Regions from separate parts of the Mus musculus genome. Here all the other regions are linked to region 2. The links are chromatin contacts, called in public promoter capture Hi-C maps. All regions are on one chromosome and are shown on one strand. The core of a region is the stretch at or near the end of the contact, and the rest is flanking DNA. Distances in the headings are between cores, read along the strand shown.

Region 1 (2,993 bases), core at 142-2,641, 1.1 Mb after region 2:
GACTATCAATCTGTATCAATGTATTTTATGACCACTCTTGAACTTGGGAGTCTTCATTTTGACCCCTTTAAACTTCTTATATCATCTACCTTCTCTGGTTATGGGTTTGTTTTGTTTTTTTTTTTTAAATCTGCATCTGGTTGGAGATACAAATAATCTACAGCAGGGACTTAGATTAACTTGACAAACCCTACAGTCGCCTGGCTAGAGAGTTCCAGTGAGGGGTTATCTACACTGGGTAGTCCTTGGGCATGTCTGTGGGAAACTGTGTCCATTAAGTTAATTGATGTAGAAAGTCCTATACCACTGTGGGCAGTGCCACCCCCTAGGCAGGGGGTGTAAGAGTAGAGGAAGCAAGTGCGTGAGATTGTATTGCCCCCCCCCCCCTCTCTCCCTCTCCCTCTCTCTCTCTCCCTCTGCCCTTGACGGTGGTTATGATAGGACTAGTTCTTTAAAGTTTCTTCCTTGACTTCCCACAATGAGGGAGGCTAAGCAGGAATTGTAAGCTGAGATAAGCCCCTTTCTTCCCTCACTTGTGTTTTGATAGCATATTTTATCACAGCAACAAATCAAGCTAGACTTGCATACTAGGGCAATTCCGGCGCCTTCATTGTTATTTTAGGGACACGTCCATGAGGTACATGTTCTTATTCTTACTTTATAAGTGAAGAGGGATCTGGCACAGCAAGAACTTAATCTGGGACATGAAGTCCATACTGTGCCAGAGTCTGTGCTTATTCCTGTGTGTCACACAGGAGAGAAGACAGCAGTAGATGACTTAGTGGCTGACAGTTTTGTACTAACGTAACCCTCCATTGGCTTAAAACAAAAAAATCCACCTTCCCTTACAAGCTTGTCTGGATCAGTGAAGGACATCAGTGTACCTGGTCACTTGTCTTACAAAAAAAAAATGGCATTGTATAAATATTTACTATCCTGTGAACTTAGGTAGTTCGGAGGGTATAGAGAACACAGAGTGATTTTTGCTTTGGGGGCATTTTTGTGTGTGTGTGTGTGATTAGCTACAACATGAAAATAAATTTCATTTGGAACAAAACCAAACCTGATCTATTTTAAAGTCCAGTCAATGGAGGCCTGGTCCTGACTCTCCGTAGAAGGCTAGTTCCACCAAACATCTGCCTCTCCACGCGAAGCCTCCTGTCTGTTTGGTTTCCATTACGAAATCGCACAAGGAACATAATGAACGTACCGTCCTGACCTCCAGCCATCTGTTGGCTGCTGAGAGAAATAAGTAGGCAATGTTGTTCGTGTCTGTCAGCTCCAGCATGCGTTGCTTGAATCTGGTTTCATGCCTACAGAAAACAAAGACACCACAATGTTAGTCACCTAACAGGAGAATTAGAAAAAGCCAGTCACTGTTAACTACTGAATGGTTTGTAACAGAGTGACACATGGATGGGATGCGTGACAGGCGAGTGGACTCCAGAGTTGCTCTGCTGAGTTCTGGATAGAGTCCAAGAGGGCAAGTGTTTGCTCCATTTTCATGCTACAGCTATGAAAAGAAGCCATTGCGATGACAACTCTTCATTAAAAGTCACCACAGTATTGATGGATCCAATGTTGTGAGACTTGGCCTATGCCATCCGGGCTACAGAAATCACAGTATGTTCTACCTGTGTTTGAGGCATTTATTTCATTTTTCCAAATGATGTTGAGCTGGGCTGGATGAGAACCAATGGAGACAGAAAACCATACATTTACAACAGGTAAATATATCCCTTCAAATATATTCTTTTTCTTTGGCTCTTTTTTTTTTTAACCAAAGAAAGAAAGTAGGGTGCCAAGGAGCAGAAGATAGAGGGATCTTCTCACAGATGGCTGGCACAGCACAGGGTCTGTTTGCAGTGACCCTGTGAAAGCGAAGGAGATTTACTTTGGGTGATCTGAATAGAGACAGAGGGTGGGGAGAGGGAAGGGTCAAGCCAGGCTTCCCAGAGCACAGAAAAGATTGTCTTGGTATAGCTTTAGGGGTGAAGCTGGGTTTTGAGGGTGAACAAGGCACTGTAAATACTCTGAGTGGCATCAGAGAAAATCCTCCATCCTCTAGGGTTGGGAGATTTCTCACCCTAATAGTCGTGGTGATGGAGAGACATCAGATGTCCATGGGAAACTTAGGCTCATCCCTGTTGCTCAACATGATCAAACACAATTCTGTGTGGCTTACTTTACTAGCAGAACTAGCAATAACCTTCAACAAGCGTATGTCCTGTGTGAGCACGTCTCACCCTATACTTCCAACCCCTTGCACTACCATGTACAATGAATATATGCCATAGAAAGTTTGTTTTAAAAGTTAAGAAGACCCTTAAGCACTTGAACATCCTGGGTATGATTTCACACATACACACTAAAAAGAAAAAGAAACATATCTCTTCTACGTAACAAACATATCCTGACTTTGTAATCACTTTCCTTAAATAATAGACAAAACAGAGCTGACAAGCAACTGGTTTGAAAGTTGGTGCCATACCCAGCTGAGTTAGCTTCTTTCCTCCCTGTGGCCACAGCTGTTCTGACATAAGCCATCTATAGGTCATTTTGTAAGGAATTACTGACCCACTCACTAGTGAGCCCTACTTGCTAAAAGAATCCCCCCATTCCTGTAAAATCTTCCAGTAAAATTGCAAAACTTTTAAATAACTCATCACTTGTATCAAAGAACGAAGAAGTCCTGGGCGGGGTACATTTGGCCCACCATCAGAGTCCATACAGGCCAATATAAAGCAGATACTTGGTATCTCTCCAATCAATCTGACCATTCTAGTATGCCAAGCCAGAGAGATAATTTGGTGAGACAGCAGTGTCTGATCTACAACGATCAGAGTTTAGCAGTAAGAGCCAAACCATTACTTCAATTTGAGTTATGCAGCCTTGAACTAAATGCCACGTCCAGGGGGACCTATGTCAAAGAATGGCAACACCATGGCTTGGGACTGAACAGTCCAAGGAGCGTGTCTGTCTTCCACGTGACC
Region 2 (2,850 bases), core at 103-2,602:
GTTCTTGGTCTTACAAGAGTCTACATACAAGTGCTTCCGTTTTGTTTTGTTTTGTTTTGTTTTGTTTTGTTTTGTTTTGTTTTGTTCTGTTTTGTTCTGTTTTGTTTTGTTAAGACAGTCTTGGGCTGGCTTTGAACTCACGGAGCTAAATCTACTGTTTCCTCTTCAGTGGTGGGGTTAAGTGCAGCACCACTCCTAGCCCATTGCTTTTTTGTAAGGTTTAAGATAAGCCCAAGTTTCTTTCCTTCTTCTTTTATCTTTTGCAGTAAAATGTACTCATGAAAATGTTGGCTAATAGGGCTATGGAGATGGCTCAGTGGTTAAGAGCAGTGGCTGCTCCCATAGAAGGTTGTAGTTCAGTACCCGTAGAGCAGCTCACAACCACTTAGGACTCCAGTTTCTGGGGATCCAACACCATTTCTGGACTAGGCAGTTATATATGCATGTGGTGCAAATAAACTTATAGAAACACATATACATAAAAGCAAAAGTAAAATTGAAAACAACTGGCTACTCATCGTAACCATTGTGGCAGCTGAAGTTACATCTGTGATAAAGGCGCCACTGTCTGCTCATTTTGGATTTTTGTTCGGAGTAGATATGACATCATTTAATCTTTGGATATTCCATGGAAATCTCATTCTGAATAACAAATACATAGCTCAATAGCAGAACATTTTGAGATTAGGTGCCCTGCTCAGAGTCACAGCCCTGGAAGACTAAGTTGAACCTTGGAGAATCCTGGTGACAAATTTACTTACTGGTGGAATCAAAATGGGAAAAAAAAATCAGTATTTCTCAAATCCTCTAAAATCATTCTCTTGGGAAGAGGTTTGGTTTGAATTTTTTCTCAGAGCAAAGCTTTCTCTTTCCTTAGGCTTAGGTAGTGTAAGTAACTGAATGCCAAAAAATCCAATTGCTATTTTGTCAAATTTCAAGGCTCATAGGGTGTGTGGATGGAGCTATTGATTTTTTTGCTTTGAAAGTGAACTCCCCCTGGAAGGATCCTGCAGAGCTTTGATCCTGACCTGAAAGTATTCCTGCAGATTCTAGAAGCCCAATGGTGAGGGAAACAAAGCAGGGAACTGGCCCAAGATATTTTTTTAAAAAAATAATAGCAAACAAATAAATACAACACAACAAGCCTGGCCCCTTGATGTCCCTTAGGACTGGCTGGCTGGAAGACTGATTGGAAGGAGAAGGGGAGGGGGTCTTTGTTACTAACTTCCTTCCCTGCCCTGGCTTCTGTTTCCTCACCCCCCCAACCCCCTGTGGAATGGTGTTTTCTGGGATCAGCAAGTAAAAATCACAAATGGTCTTTTCTTTTTTTTTTTTTTTATTTTCCTTGTTCCTCTATAAACAAAGCTTTATCACGTGTGGCCTTAAACTTGCTGCAAATTGCAAAGAAATGGCTCAAAGGCTCCAGCTCTTTCTGTGCCCTGGGAGCTGAGATGCAGGGCAGTGCCCTTGCCAGGGTGCCCAATTCCCTGCAGACTGCCAGAAAAAAAGAGGCCAACTGGAAAGACGAAAGAGAAAGACTGCTCAGGGGTGAGATCAGACCCTTGGTCTTTTCTTTCCTCTAATCTGCCCTGTCTGTGCCCACCAGCTCTCTTGACTTGCCAGAACTGTTCACAACTTCTGTGGGGTGCTGCCTCAGTTTCCTGTTTCAGACTGTGCTCTGTGATCCAGACCCTTGCGAACATTCTGAAAGGAACTGGACAGCTTTGACTTCTACCTCCAGGTAGGATTTGGCTTTTCTTGTTTATCTGTCTATCTGTCTATCTATGTATCTATGTATCTATGTATCTATGTATCTATGTATCTATCTATGTATCTATCTATGTATCTATCTATGTGTCTATCTATGTATCTATGTATCTATGTATCTATGTATCTATCTATCTATCTATCTATGTATCTATCTATCTATCTATCTATCTATCTATCTATCTATCTATCTAGCCATCCATCTAATCTATCTATCTAATCATCTGCTTTTATTTGTGTGAGCAATATGCCTTGTTCTCCCAGGACAGATGTTGATAATTTGACACTAATTTCTGCAAGGCTTTAGCTTATCTATGCTACTTCAGTAAAAGCCAATGGCTTCCCTTGTTAGCTGGGTGAAATAGGAGAGGATTCTGATTAAAGATGACAGGTAAACTCAGATCTGCTTTCAGATTTAGGCTTTGTTACTTACTAGTTGGGTAGTTTCTGTTAGATTGCTTAACATCTGTGAACTAAATGATTTTATAAGTCAAGATGATGATGTTGAAGTTTTGGGATTATTTTAAAGGTTACAATATATGCATATATCACACTGAATAGAGGTGGTGTTTATGATATGTGAGTTTGATACTAAAATTATTTGTAGTTAGGGGTGGGAGATTGGAATTCTGTGTAAGACACATTGCTTCTCATGAAAAAAACCCCAGGTTATTTTTAAGACCCCTGGAAGAGAAGACTCCCAGAGTCAGAACACTTTGCTGGTGCAGAGATGTTCAAGAAGGGAAACTGATCATGGGTTCCTCTCTGGGCCTCTTTACAGCCCATGCAGATTGGCTGCATCTTCCTCACTGGTTCAGAGCACAGGGCCTATGTGCATCTGTGTGACTCAACTTAACCTATCTTAGCCACCTGTGCTCCTTTAAAGACTAGATTCTGAAACCAATCCATGTAAACAGAGAATTCAGCTTTTTATAAAAAAAAAATAAAATAAAAGCTTGGCTTGTTCTTTTTAAAATCTGTTATACCTTAACCTAAAATATTGAATGAAAACTTTATCATCTGTCTTTTTATTACTTATCTTTAATTTTTGGAAAAATAGAATCAAGTGAACCAAGAGATAAA
Region 3 (3,130 bases), core at 568-3,067, 1.0 Mb after region 2:
CCAAGGTCAGCACAAAGAAGCAGTCGCACATTCTCAGAAACCTGTTGGTAAAACTACATTTACAAAGACTTTAATGTGCTAACTTCAACCCTGCACCCTGTATTTGCTTTTTGTTTCTGAACTGCCCAATGAAGACCCTTTATTTCACAATCGACTAGCTGAAAGAGCTTTTTATTTCTACTTTGCTGGTAACTCCATTTCATTCTTACCTGACATTGGTCACACAGACAGCGGACTCCAGGCCACTCTTCTCCATGGTGCCTTTCTCCATGTAAGCATAGATGTCCCCGTGGGCGAAGGCCACCAGCCACCACATGATAGCGAAGAGCAGCCAGCTGCAGAGGAAGGACATGGTGAAGATGACCAGCGTGTGACGCCACTTCAGGTCTACCAAGGTGGTGAAGATGTCCTGCAGGAAGCGACCTTGCTCTCGGATGTTCTTGTGTGCCAGGTTGCAGGCTCCGCTCTTGGCGATGAAGCGGGCTTTGGGGAGACGGTCGCGGATGCGCGGTTTGCGCAGGTTCTCCGCTGCGATGCGCGCCAGCACATACTCCTCCGGGATGATGCTCTTCCTGGCCAACATCTTCCTTTCACCATAGCCCGCCTATGCACCTGCCTGAACCTGTGGCTCCTTTCCTCCACACGCGTCCTCCTAGACTAGAGAAACGCTTATTAAAAACTGTCAACTTCATTTCCTCGTCTCAGGTATCTGTACAAAGGGATGCTGTTTTACACACATATTAAATTAAAGATGTGATCAATACAAAAGAGAACCCACTTTGTGTCTGAGGTCTGGGATCCCAGAGAAAACTTTTGATCAGAACCGGAGGAATCCCCCCCCCCCTCTCTCTCTCTCCTCCCTGCTCACTCTTGGAAATAACCGCTATAAGCAAATCTTTAAGCATTTTCTGTATATTCTTTTGTGTCTCGGGATTAGTCAGGCAAGCCTGAGGACGAAAATTAAAGGCCAAGTGGGTTCACTATCTACTTGCTAAACTATTTAGATAAAGTAGCAAGGTTAAAAGGAAAGATGGAGGGATTCTTTTAGTAGCAGCGAAGAAAACTGCTTCCTGTTCATTAAGAAAATATTAACTGTAATTAAAAGATACCAAACATTGCGTTTTCGAACTTGAAAATGATTGATATTAAATTGGAAGGATTTACGAGATGCGTTTTAAAAGGCAGCCAGACTCCCCGCCCCTCCCTCTGAACCTATATCATACTATATGCTGGAAAGTAATTTGCGACGCGGGGATTAGAGACACTGCTGAGGTCTGCAGTGGATTTGCACAGCTCGAGCCAATCTGGGTACACCTTGACTGTTTGGCTTTGGGCTGCGCTATAGCCGGCTTCCCCTCCTCTCCCCGGGAGGCGCGATGCAACTTACAGACTCGGGTTTGCGCTCCCGGCTGCGGCTTGAGCTCCGCACAGGGCGGGCTGGTCCCAGGCTCTCGCATCCCGGGAGCAGAGACCTCCCGAAGTGCAGATCCGGGGGATGTTGGTCCTCCAGAACTGAGTTAAGACTCTAGAAGGTGCGATCCATAGTGCACGCGGGGAGGAGGGCTGGAAGATGAGGGTTGGGTTTGGCTTCCCCCCTCCTGCTGCCGGGCCACGGGGAGGGCGGGGTAGGAGCTGGGGATAGAGGTGCTAGTGGCCATGCTCCGCCAGCTCCTCAGCCGCCTAGCTGGGGCCAGACCTCCGAGCGAGCCGGGGAAAGTGGAGGCGGAGGCCAGTCGGGGGAGCCGGGGAGGCAGGGAGCCGGCCAGAAGGGAGGGACCACCGGGGGAGGAGGCACCAGCCGAGCCAGCTCGGTTCCCAGTAGCCCGGATTCTGCTGCCAGACCGGCACACACATCTTTAAAAGGCTCGCTGCTCAGAGAACTTTCTGAGCCCAAGTTCACTGACGCAAAGAGATTTTAATTTATTATTTTTTAAAGTGTAACTTGCGGGGGGGGGGTATCACTGGGTTACTTCAGATGAAATAAAACCAGATAGAGAGAGTGTAGGTGTTTTGGGTGGGGTGATTGTGGGGTGAGCGTGGGGTGAGGGTGGGGTCCCTGCCCTGAACTTGTAAATCTATTCGTGTTAGAATATAGAGGGGTGGGAGGGCTGAAATCCTTTCGGAAAAAAAACCGATTTCACCAACTAAGACCAGTTTTCAGGCACTTAAAGTCACACAAAAGAAACAAAAAGGGAAACAAAGATAGAGACTAACAACAAAAACACCATCAACAGTCTCTTCCAATAAAGAAAATTTACACCCAGCAGGACGGCTAAGCAAAGTCCAGCACCACACCTGCCTTCGGGGCAGGCAGGCGCAGTCGCGGCTCCGTTTTGACTCTTGGCCGCAGGCCTCTCCCTCCAGTCTAGATCGTAAGAATGATAAGACTGCTCACTTGCGCACAAGAAAGATTATACAGTAAATGTCTTTCTATAGCTTTTGAGAAGGAGCGGGGGTGGGGGTGGGGGAACAAATGTGCTTTTTTTCCCCCCCGCCGGTCATCCTGCTTTTGGCGTTTGTATTAATGGAAACTTTAATTCTTGGAAATTTTATGTTTTCCAAGACTTGAGGGTCGGGAGTATCCGAAGTATAAACAGCATGTTAATTTACTAGAAAGACCTAAAATTAGTCTTTAATGAAGGAAAATGAAGAGCCCCCCTTCCCTTTTTCCACTGTGGGTAGATCTGCTTAACCCCTTGCATTCTGGAGGGCCTGTCCTGTCAGTGAGATTCTTTTTGTTTCCTTTGTTTTCTGCAGTAATTCATGTTGTAGCCTCATAGCAGCCATGCAGACAACATTTGTGCTGTGAGTTCTGCCACTGAAATACAGTTTGAAGTGCACCTTGCTGTGCAATTTACTGTCTACTAATTTAACACCAAAAACATTAAACTCTTTTTTTTTTTTTTTTCAGAAGACAGGGTTTCACATATTCTGAGTTGGCCTCGAACTTGCTGTGTAGCCTATGGTGACCCTGAACTTCTAATCCTCCTGCCTATCTTCCTTGTGCTGGGATCGTAGGTGTGTGCCATCATGTCTGGGGTTTGTTTTGTTTTGTTTAAGACCTTGTGCATAGACAACCACTCTACCAACTGAACTACACGGCTACTCCTCTGTGCTTATGTGATTTCAT

Evidence for each region. Promoter capture Hi-C pulls out the DNA fragments that hold promoters and counts their contacts.
Region 1: a contact with region 2 is called in a promoter capture Hi-C map of hippocampal neurons, with 5 times the contacts expected there. The contact joins the promoter of 5330439B14Rik here to the promoter of Slco1c1 in region 2. A contact is called at or near these places in 7 of 39 promoter capture datasets (the 3T3-L1 cell line, embryonic stem cells, hippocampal neurons and 3 more).
Region 3: a promoter capture Hi-C map of hippocampal neurons shows a contact between it and region 2, with 3 times the contacts expected there. The contact joins the promoter of Kcnj8 here to the promoter of Slco1c1 in region 2. A contact is called at or near these places in 2 of 39 promoter capture datasets (cranial neural crest and hippocampal neurons).

The regions. Positions count from the first base shown.
Region 1 is chr6:142,613,204-142,616,196 of GRCm38.p6, forward strand. 5330439B14Rik (RIKEN cDNA 5330439B14 gene) reads left to right here and starts at 1,392. Exons shown (of 2, transcript NR_037679.1): 1 at 1,392-1,727. It overlaps Abcc9 (ATP-binding cassette, sub-family C (CFTR/MRP), member 9), which reads right to left. Exons shown (of 40, transcript NM_011511.2): 31 at 1,211-1,313.
Region 2 is chr6:141,523,002-141,525,851 of GRCm38.p6, forward strand. Slco1c1 (solute carrier organic anion transporter family, member 1c1) reads left to right here and starts at 1,353. Exons shown (of 15, transcript NM_021471.3): 1 at 1,353-1,741.
Region 3 is chr6:142,569,797-142,572,926 of GRCm38.p6, forward strand. It overlaps Kcnj8 (potassium inwardly-rectifying channel, subfamily J, member 8), which reads right to left and starts at 1,818. Exons shown (of 3, transcript NM_008428.5): 1 at 1,388-1,818; 2 at 210-657. The coding sequence starts at 583.